3 separate regions of the Mus musculus genome follow, and all the other regions are linked to region 3. The links are chromatin contacts, called in public Hi-C and promoter capture Hi-C maps. All regions are on one chromosome and are shown on one strand. Each heading gives the region's core, a stretch centred on a gene start, on an enhancer-like site or on the middle of the called end of the contact. The rest is flanking DNA. Distances are from core to core; before and after follow the strand shown. Region 1 holds the start of Ptch1 (patched 1). Region 2 holds the start of Ercc6l2 (excision repair cross-complementing rodent repair deficiency, complementation group 6 like 2). Region 3 holds the start of Aopep (aminopeptidase O).

The links. Hi-C and Micro-C count contacts between places; a contact is called where the count stands out from the background. Capture Hi-C pulls out chosen DNA fragments and counts their contacts.
Region 1: a Hi-C map of pre-B cells shows a contact between it and region 3, with 2.9 times the contacts expected there. The contact joins the promoter of Ptch1 here to the promoter of Aopep in region 3. A contact is called at or near these places in 7 of 39 promoter capture datasets (the C10 cell line, cranial neural crest, hippocampal neurons and 3 more), 3 of 484 Hi-C or Micro-C datasets (CD4 T cells, CD8 T cells and pre-B cells), 3 of 115 datasets of contacts at active chromatin or transcription factors (large pre-B cells, memory CD8 T cells and pancreatic cancer cells) and 2 of 9 other capture datasets (adipose tissue and liver).
Region 2: a promoter capture Hi-C map of adipose tissue shows a contact between it and region 3, with 3 times the contacts expected there. The contact joins the promoter of Ercc6l2 here to the promoter of Aopep in region 3. A contact is called at or near these places in 3 of 39 promoter capture datasets (liver, pre-B cells and second pharyngeal arch cranial neural crest), 2 of 484 Hi-C or Micro-C datasets (CD4 T cells and natural killer cells), 2 of 115 datasets of contacts at active chromatin or transcription factors (extraembryonic endoderm stem cells and pancreatic cancer cells) and 2 of 9 other capture datasets (adipose tissue and liver).

Annotation. Positions count from the first base shown.
Region 1 is chr13:63,564,097-63,567,084 of GRCm38.p6, reverse strand. It overlaps Ptch1 (patched 1), which reads left to right and starts at 1,350. Exons shown (of 24, transcript NM_008957.3): 1 at 1,350-1,723. The coding sequence starts at 1,565. RefSeq lists an enhancer at 612-791.
Region 2 is chr13:63,813,867-63,816,842 of GRCm38.p6, reverse strand. Ercc6l2 (excision repair cross-complementing rodent repair deficiency, complementation group 6 like 2) reads right to left here and starts at 1,603. Exons shown (of 19, transcript NM_001013608.3): 1 at 1,326-1,603. The coding sequence starts at 1,368.
Region 3 is chr13:62,963,193-62,966,175 of GRCm38.p6, reverse strand. Aopep (aminopeptidase O) reads right to left here and starts at 1,283. Exons shown (of 16, transcript NM_001289926.1): 1 at 1,157-1,283.

The sequences.
Region 1 (2,988 bases), core at 101-2,600, 600 kb before region 3:
TGTCTGGAGTCTCCTTATAGACGTTTTCAAATTGGACTGTATTGTGTATTGGAGGGGGGCGATAGAGGAGTGAGAGGGGTTTTTAAAAGGGCTGGCTTTTCCCAACATCCTTGCTCGCCTCTTTAACTTTCCATTTTGTTTATCTTAATACGAGGCGTTGTTCCCTGCGAGAGTCTAAGTCTTGCCTTTGGTTATAAAAGAAAAGAGGAGAAAAAAAAATTGGCACACACTGGCGCACTATCCACCACCCTGTCATTATTGGTGCAGGCCTGGGAATTCAAGCCGGACCTCCCAGTATTTGCTGCAGCTTGAGGCCAAAGTGCCTCTAAAAGGGTTTTCTTTGAGGAATCTCAGAAATTGTTTAAGCGCTTAAAAAAATATATTACCTATCCCTCATGTCTATTGCGAGGCAAATGCTCCTGTACGTGTGAGTGTGTGCGTGTGTATGTGTGTCTGTGTGTGTGTGCGCGCGCGCTCGCAAAAGGCGTCTCGAAAAAGAAGACACTGTTGAAAAGAAAAGAAATAAGAAAGAAAGGAGGGGGGAGCATTCCTTAATGGAAGTATTGCATGCGAGAGGGTTGGCGCTGAGCGAGCGCCCCCCCACCCCCAAGCCTGGGATGCACACACGGGGGTTGCCTACCTGGGTGGTCTCTCTACTTTGGTGAGCTGTTGCTAAGCAGCTAATAATAGTCATGTTTGCTGAGTAATTTCTGCCCTCCAAGAGCCAATCGCGTTGCAGAAACCCAAGCCATCTGACAGCCCCGGGGGCGGGAGTTCCAGCCTTTTTCTCTTTCGCTCGCTCTTTCCCCCTCCACCCCCTCCCCTCCTCCTCCTCTTTCTCCAAATGGAGAGAGTTCTTTTTTTTCTTCTTCCATCTCATCTATTGAGTCAAGGAGCTGCTGCGGCCGCTGCCCGCTGCACACACACAGAGCGGAGTCCCCAGGTCCCGGTAGCGAAAGAAGCGCGCGGCGCGGGGGCAGAATGGTCCAGCGGGTCGGTGAGGAGAACAAGAAAGCAGAGTCCGGGACCGAGCAGCCACCGCGAACCCAGCAGCCAGAGAGCGACCAGCCGTTTCAGAAGCCGCCACCGCCAACTCCAGCCGCAGCCGCAGCAGCACCAGCAGCAGCAGCGGCAGCCCCGGCCCGGCATCGTTGAGACTCGCCGGGTACCGTCGCGTCGCCCGCAGCGGGCGCCGAGGGAGCCGGCGCGAGCGGCGGGGGTCTGCGCGCGCCTTCTGCCGTGAAGGGGTCGCGGCGCGGGGCGGGGACGTCTGGGGGGGACTTGGGGACCGCGAGGCGCGCCCTGGAAGCGCCGGCTCTCGCCTTCCCGCGAGCTGGATGTGGGCAGCGGCGGCCGCAAAGACCTCGGGACTCACGCGCAATGTGGCAATGGAAGGCGCAGGGTCTGAGTCCCCGGCAGCGGCCACGGCCGCAGCACCCGCAGCGCCCGCCGTGTGAGCGGCAGCAGCGGGTCTGTCACCCGGAGCCGGAGTCCCCGGCGGCCAGCAGCGTCCTCGCGAGCCGAGCGCCCAGGCGCGCCCGGAGCCCGCGGCGGCGGCGGCAACATGGCCTCGGCTGGTAACGCCGCCGGGGCCCTGGGCAGGCAGGCCGGCGGCGGGAGGCGCAGACGGACCGGGGGACCGCACCGCGCCGCGCCGGACCGGGACTATCTGCACCGGCCCAGCTACTGCGACGCCGCCTTCGCTCTGGAGCAGATTTCCAAGGTGCACTTCTGTCCCCTCCTCCCTCTTCACTTTTCCCTCTTCTTCCTCCTTGGGATCCCTGCCACACAGACACACACACACACTCCTGAGAAAGCAGCAGACAAGTGAAGGTTGAAAAATTCAAACCCTCCCTCCGGACTTTGGAGGAAAGGGCTGTCTGAGGTCCGCAGGGGGTGGAGGGGTGCCTGTGTGTGTGCGTGCGTGTGTGTGGTGTGTGCGCGCGCACACGCCCTCCCTGGTGTGCCTTTTCCGGAGCTTTGGAAACCGTCCTGAGTGGACCACCTCCAGGGCGGCCGCAATGCGGCACTGCCTTCGGCCCCAGCGCCTTTCTCCCGCGCCCCTGCCCACGGTTGCAGCCTAAAGTTCGGCGTTGCCACATTTCTTAACCTCTTTGAGGGGGAGGCGGAGTGGAGAGAGGCGGAGAGAGACAGAGGGGAGGGAGCCAAAGTAAAGGTGGTTTCCTTTTTTGGCAGCCGGTTCTGCTTTCGTTGAGCTTGAAATCTCTGCTCCCTTAAAAATTATTCTCGGGAGAGGACGTCCCCTCTCTTCCAGGTCTTGGGCCGCCTCTTCTCCCAGCCTGCCGGGGAGGGGGGCAGTTGTAAACAAGTTGCCACCTTAAATCTTCGGTACGGGTGTGCGGAACGGCCGGGTTCATTGTGTTTACGAGGCTGGCTGAAATGTGTGGAATCCGGGGAAGGCAAGCACCTAGCCTGGGGCCCGCAGGGGCCCTGGCCAGCACCCCGGGCTCCGCCGCCCGGAGAGCAGCCTGCGCCCAGCCAGGACCCCCGCCGGCGCCGGCCTGGGCCTCTTCCTTGTGCACTCGGCTATTTTAAAGAGTTCACCAGGAGGGAATGGGAGAGGGAGGAAAGATCCTTGTGGCCGCCCTCTTCCGAGCACAAATAGTGTAAGTTGTAGATGGCTGCCGCATTTCCTAACTGAGCTCCCGCGGTGTCTCCTAAGGCTGTGGAAAAGAGTGTGGACCGAACTCTGGCTGCGGGGCTCACCACGTGGACCTCGCGTACAGCCACACCGGGGCCAGATGGACCACGGTTGCTGTAGATTGTCCCTAAGTGCGCTTGCGCCCTTCACTCGGCCTCCGGGGCACTGGAGGAGGCCACAGGCTGGAGCAGGACTTAGGGAAGGGGGGACGTTTCCTGGGGGTTCTTTAGTGTTGGGCTTCTCGGCTAGGATCACTCAGGCCCTCCCTCCAGGTCCCCGGTACTAAACCATGGCTGCTGGTGGTGGCTTCTCAGTTAGCCTCTCTC
Region 2 (2,976 bases), core at 354-2,853, 850 kb before region 3:
ATTGGGAGACACATTTCAGAAAAAATTTTCAGGTAGACCTGTATGTATGTGGAAAACACCAGGACATCTTTTATGGGCACCTTTGTACCTGAGTTTGGGTTATTTCTAGAACCAAATAGATAAAGTTGGAGTCAGGAATAATGATTCTGTTACTACAGAGATTGGAACTGCTGATCAAGGGAGGACTTTTCTCTGAAAGGTAGGACTGGGGGTATTGCTCCTAATGATTGGGATGCCTCTCTCAATTCCAAAGTGCCTTTTTTGTTTGCTTCCAACATAGGAAACATACTTCCTTCTTGGACACTCTTGAGTGATCTGTTCTTCCCATCAGCAATTTTCCCCCTAAAATACCAAAAGTGACTAAATCTTCTAATAGCATCAAGGAACAAACATAGCAGTCCCATCACTGTCACTTAGAAGATCCACCATTTGCCTTTAGCAGTCAGATTCATAAAGGCATTTCTATTTGTGGGCCCTTAATTATGACATGACCAATTTTTAGTCCTACGAGTTCAAGGTTTGTTGCTTACCCTGAAATTAGCATTGAGCACCTGCTTACTTTCATGAGATATCTTCCTCAAAGGAAGAGCAAGATTTACCCAATGATTCCTGGGCACAGAACACTCAGTTGTAAATCTGTTCTGTCAGGGCTTGAAGGTTGACTCCATCTGTAAGCCAACTTGCTGCTAATACTGCTGACCTGGATTCCAGCCTCTGAATTCATAAGGAGAACTGACTCACCCAAGCTATCCTCTGACTTTCACATGCCTGATGCACACATATACACAAAGTTTGTAATCTGTTATATCAATCAATTTTATTAATAAAAGCTAGAGGGCAAGTCTGCATCCCTGATGGCTTGTGAGATAACTGCACTTTCAAAAGCTCTTGGTGATCTACTAGAGGCAAAATTCTGCTTCAATACGCCATGTAAGTGAACTAAACTAAATAAATAGGCCTTTGATCATCTACCTAACAGATCCCTGCTATTGACTAATAACTGGCATATACAAAGACAAAAATGACATTTACTGAACGCCAAGGGTCAAAAGTGGAGTCACTTGCATCTCATCTCATCTAATAGTCACAAGAAGCAATAGTCCTCGTTTTACAGATGAGGAGTCTGTTCCCACTGCTCGGCGAGTAACTGTGAGGGACAGCACTAAATTCTTTCGTCCAGGCGGCTGAGTCGCAAAGCCGAGGACTTCCCGCGGGGCAAGAGTTCGAAACCCGCAGCTGTCAATCACAGGAAGCACGCGGGAGCCGCTTCCGGAAGTGCCCTGAAGACGTGTGCCTGCGCAGAGGCGCGAGCTCGGAGCTCATACCTTTGCGGGAGTCTGCGCGGGACTGCGGGGCGGAGATGTCCATCGGGCTAGGGGCAGGCACCCGGCAGCCCCGCCGCTCTCGGCGGCGAGGAGAGCACGGCACGTGGGCCGGCTGCCGGGCATCGCCCGCCCGGAGCGGGGGGCGCTATGTGGGGCCTGACGCGGCGGCGTCACCTCAGCGACCAGCCAACGCTCGCCAGAGCCCGTAAATCCCGCGAGAACGAGCGCCTCTGCGCTCCATCGCTCGCCTCCCTCCAGATATCGCGAGAAGATGGACTAGCCTTTCAGCGGGCGGAAGCGGCTTCCCTTCCAGACGAGGTCAGCCTCGCGCAGTTCGCGAACGTCCCAAATATCGCGAGATTTGGCATTAGTCGGCGACCTCGACCCTCTTCGCTGAGGGAGTCCACGACCTGAGGTGTGTGACATCCTCCCAGGGCGGAAAAAGACAGTGTGAGCCCTGCACAGACCATTGACACTGTGGTGGCCTTGTCGTCTAGGAGCTTCAGGAGGCGAGCCTTAAGAGGGCGTTTTCTTGGGTTTGCCTACTTTATCGTAACTCACTCGTGCACAAACAAGGCAACCCCTGGGGTTCGGTTTTCTTCGCCATCTGAGAAGAGCAGCGACTGTGCCTCGCCCTGAGAGAGAAGCACACACCACGCAGCCTGCTGCCTCCAGCACAGCGTTCTGCGCACGAGCTGAATGGATTTTGCCTGTCCCAACATCTCCTGAACAAGCTCGTGAAGCCAAATGTATTCTTCATGTCGAATTCTTGTGATTTTTTTTTTTTTTAGGCCACTGTGCCTGTGTACGGGTCTCGTAGAGCTAAAAATCCAGAAGTCAGAGAAATTGCATTCCTTCCTAGAAAGTGGAAGAATCTCCACTCCTTGGCTTGACCTCTTTCTTCAAAGCCAAGGATAGTGCATTTCCTGAGCCTTCCACAATGGGTTTGGGTTTTGGGGGGGTTTGTTTGTTTGTTTGTTTGTTTGTTTTGAGCTCACCAGAATAATCTTATTTTCAGGTGTACACTCATAACTACATCAGAAAAGGCCCCTTGACATGTAAGATAACATGTATGGGTTCCTGGATTTAGAGACACAAATTCCTCTTGGGGATCATTATCCTGCCTACTGGAGGATCTTATTTGTATATACTATATGCCTATTCAACAAAGAGATCTCCATTCTTTGCAGATACTACTAAGACTAGTAGACTATTTTCAAAGGAGTGCTATATTAAGAGTGTCACTTGTTTGCAAAGCAATAGGAAAAGCTTTATAAAGAGAAACATTTAGGAATATTGATTTAGCTAGTAACAACAGCCTGAATAAAGGGGAGTAACTGCAAAAAATAAAGAGTTAAATAAATTTTGGGGGGAGGCAGGGATTTTGAGACAGGCCTTCTCACTGCGTAGCCCTAGCTATCCTAGAACTCATTCTGTAGACCAGGCTGGCCTTTGCCTGTTGGTTTAAGATGTAAGGCCTTACTGAAACTACAAGTGATTTGATAAATCCAAAATAAACATTGAAATGAAAGAAATCACCTTGTTAAAGGAATATCCTTCTAGCTAACAAGACGACTCCTCACCTTTGAGTGTCTCTTATGTAACTGCATTGCCATGATTGTCCTGTTTAATGAAATGGGAACAGTCATAA
Region 3 (2,983 bases), core at 34-2,533:
ATCAAGAAGAAGAAGAAGAAGAAGAAGAAGAAGAAGAAGAAGAAGAAGAAGAAGAAGAAGCAGCTGCTGCTGCTGCTTCGGCGGCATCTCAGGCTGAAAACCACCTGCTGTGTAAGCACGAGGACGCAAGTTCGGTCCCCAGAACCTGAGTGGAAAGTTTCAGGTCTGTGATTCCAGTGCTGGGGAGATAGAGGCGGGCATTTTCAAGAGTTGCTGGCTAAACCAATCTACCTGGCAAGCTCTAGGCCAGTGAGAGAACCTGTCTCAAAAACACATAAACAAAAAACGGTGGCCAGCATCTATGAAACCACAGTTGATGTTATCCCTTGTCTCCACATGCGTACACGTATTGCACACGTGCATGTGTGTGTTACACACACAATTCATATGGTCAGATGGGTGAATAAACGTATGGAATCACATATGACTAATGTAAAAAGCCTGGAATTTGACCACTGATGGTGGTTATTTTTAAAGGGGAGGAAGAGGAGAGGAGAGAGAGAGACCTTGAAGCCATGCATAACCTTGAATTTAAACTTGCCCTTTGCTTTTGGTTACTGGGAATTTTTCACCCAGTCAATTTGATGGAGCTGAGCCTCAGTTATTTTCTCTGTAAGGCAAACATAATAGTTCATAACTTGCAATACTGCATGAACTAAGGAGACAATGAAATGTAAGTGCAGGGCACAATCCCTGGAGTCTAAAAGACAAGTCGACAGTAAACAATATTATTCTCTGTAGCTCCCAATACGGGACAACCTAATCTTTACCAACTAGGAAATCACTAGCAGCCTTCTCAAATCACACGGAGCACAACACACCCTTCTGAAATGAATGCGCTAGTTGCACGTGGAAACAAAACAAAAGCACGAGGGATCAGAATTGAATTCAGCATCAACACGAGCCCAGTTGTCACCTTTGAAAACAGCTCTAAGCACCGCTCCGCTGGCCGGTGTGGTTTCCGTCTACCATGAGCACCACCTTTGCAGGTAGCGGTCGCCGCAAGTGCTGAGCGCTAATACTGCGGCTACAATTTATGTGACAGCATCCCAAGGGCTCGCCCCAGACAAGTCAGACAGGATCCCACCGCCTCGCTTCACAAGAGGCGAACAGGATCCCACTGGCTCACCACAGGGCAAGACGGATCGGATCCTACCTGCTCACCCCACCAGAGGTCGTGGGTCCGCATAACCCGGAGCGGCTGCTTGACACCGGAGCTGCAGGTTACCTGTCTCAGCTGCGGTGCTGCTGCAGCTACACTTCCGCAGACTCCGGGTTACCACGGGCTACCAGGCAAACACTAATTGCGTCATCAACACGCGCCAGGGTCGGCCGCTTCCCCCTCCCACCCCCTGTAGGCCAGTTCCTCGGCCGCTACTGCGCAGGCGCAGGGCTGCTAGTGGCCACGGTATCAAGACTCCAGACGCGTGAACTACACGCACGCCTCACTGAAATACAAATGTGTCGTTTTTGCCTTTGAGACAGGTCTCTCTGTGTAGTTCTGAGTGGTCTGGAACCTACTATGTAGACCAGGCTGGCCTCGAACTCAGAGATCAGCCTGCCTCTGCTTCCTGAGTGCGCTGTTTATTCTTCATTCCACATTTCTGAAGCATATGATTGGACTTTACATATTCATCCCAGCACAGTGCCTTAAATAAGATCATACTATGCGCCATACAGACAGTTACAGTATCTGCGGCTACAAAAGTGGGCCAGTTGTGCTTGCCTTTGTAGAGACAATCTTTGGTTGAGAAAGCAAGTTCTGAATAGTTCAACAGAATATTCCCTTTTTAAAAATTCATTTAGTATGTGGGGTGGTGTGTAATTGTATGTATGTCTAGGTACACGAATGTACAAATGGACCCCCTTGGAACTGGAGCTGCAGAGATAGTTGTAAGCTACCCCGTGAGTGCTGTACACCAAACCCAGGTCTTCTGCAACAGCAGCCAATGCTCTTAACCACTGAGTTAAGCTGCACCACATCAGCTAATTCTCGTATGGATGTTCTTAGAGGTACACATATGGAAGTAAGTCTCTGAAAAATGGAAGGAAGTCAGAGCCACTTCACTACAGGAGGTCTAATACCCTCTGAGGAGACTCATTTAACTGGGAAGAGAGGGGAAGGCTATAAAGACCTGCGAGCAAAGCAGCTAGAAGGATCAGAAGCACCTAGTACATGCAGCTTGTGGCGCCCTTGAAGAACACAGGGTGAAACCAACAAGGCCCAAAGGCCCCATCCTGCAGCACATTTCTGGGCCACTGTAAGCAAGGAGCGTGGATTCTGTCGCCAGGGAAGAGTGAGTGACAGGAACTAGTTTTGAAACGCAGAGCAGGCTGCTGTGTGTGCTGGGCATGAAGCACACAGAAAGAAGGGACTGGTGAGATGTGATGGAGAAAAATGGATACATATAAAAGGTAATTTGGAAATTGATGTGACAGGTGGGAAGGATTAGATAAAAGTCTAGACAAAAAAAAAAGTTACTGAAAGTGAGTGCTAGAATAGATTTGTTGAACTCTATAGTGAGAACCAGGTTTGTTCCATCTTTCAATCCTGACTTCTTTGCCTTCCTGTTACCCAACACTGTAGGACCACACACACACACACACACACACACACACACAGTTTCCCCTTTCCGTAACTCTTTCCTTCTTGGACTCCTTATGTTACCATCCCCAAGCCTTCAGCAGGCTTGCAATTCTAAGAGGAGAGGCATGTGAGGAGGCTAAGGAGAGGGGCTCTCCTTCCCTACTACTCGTTAGTTCATTTTGGCCACTAAAATGCTGGCCTGTGTGTAACACCCTACCAATCTTAAAAAGAAATGGTTATAAAAATATCTGTCCACACAAACTCTCCCAAACCTTTTTAAAAGATTTTAAAAATTGTTAAAATATGTATATGTGGGGATCCATGCCCATGAGTGCAAGTATCCATGGAAACCAGAGGCACTGATCACCCCCTCCCCCCGAGCTAGAGTTACAGGCA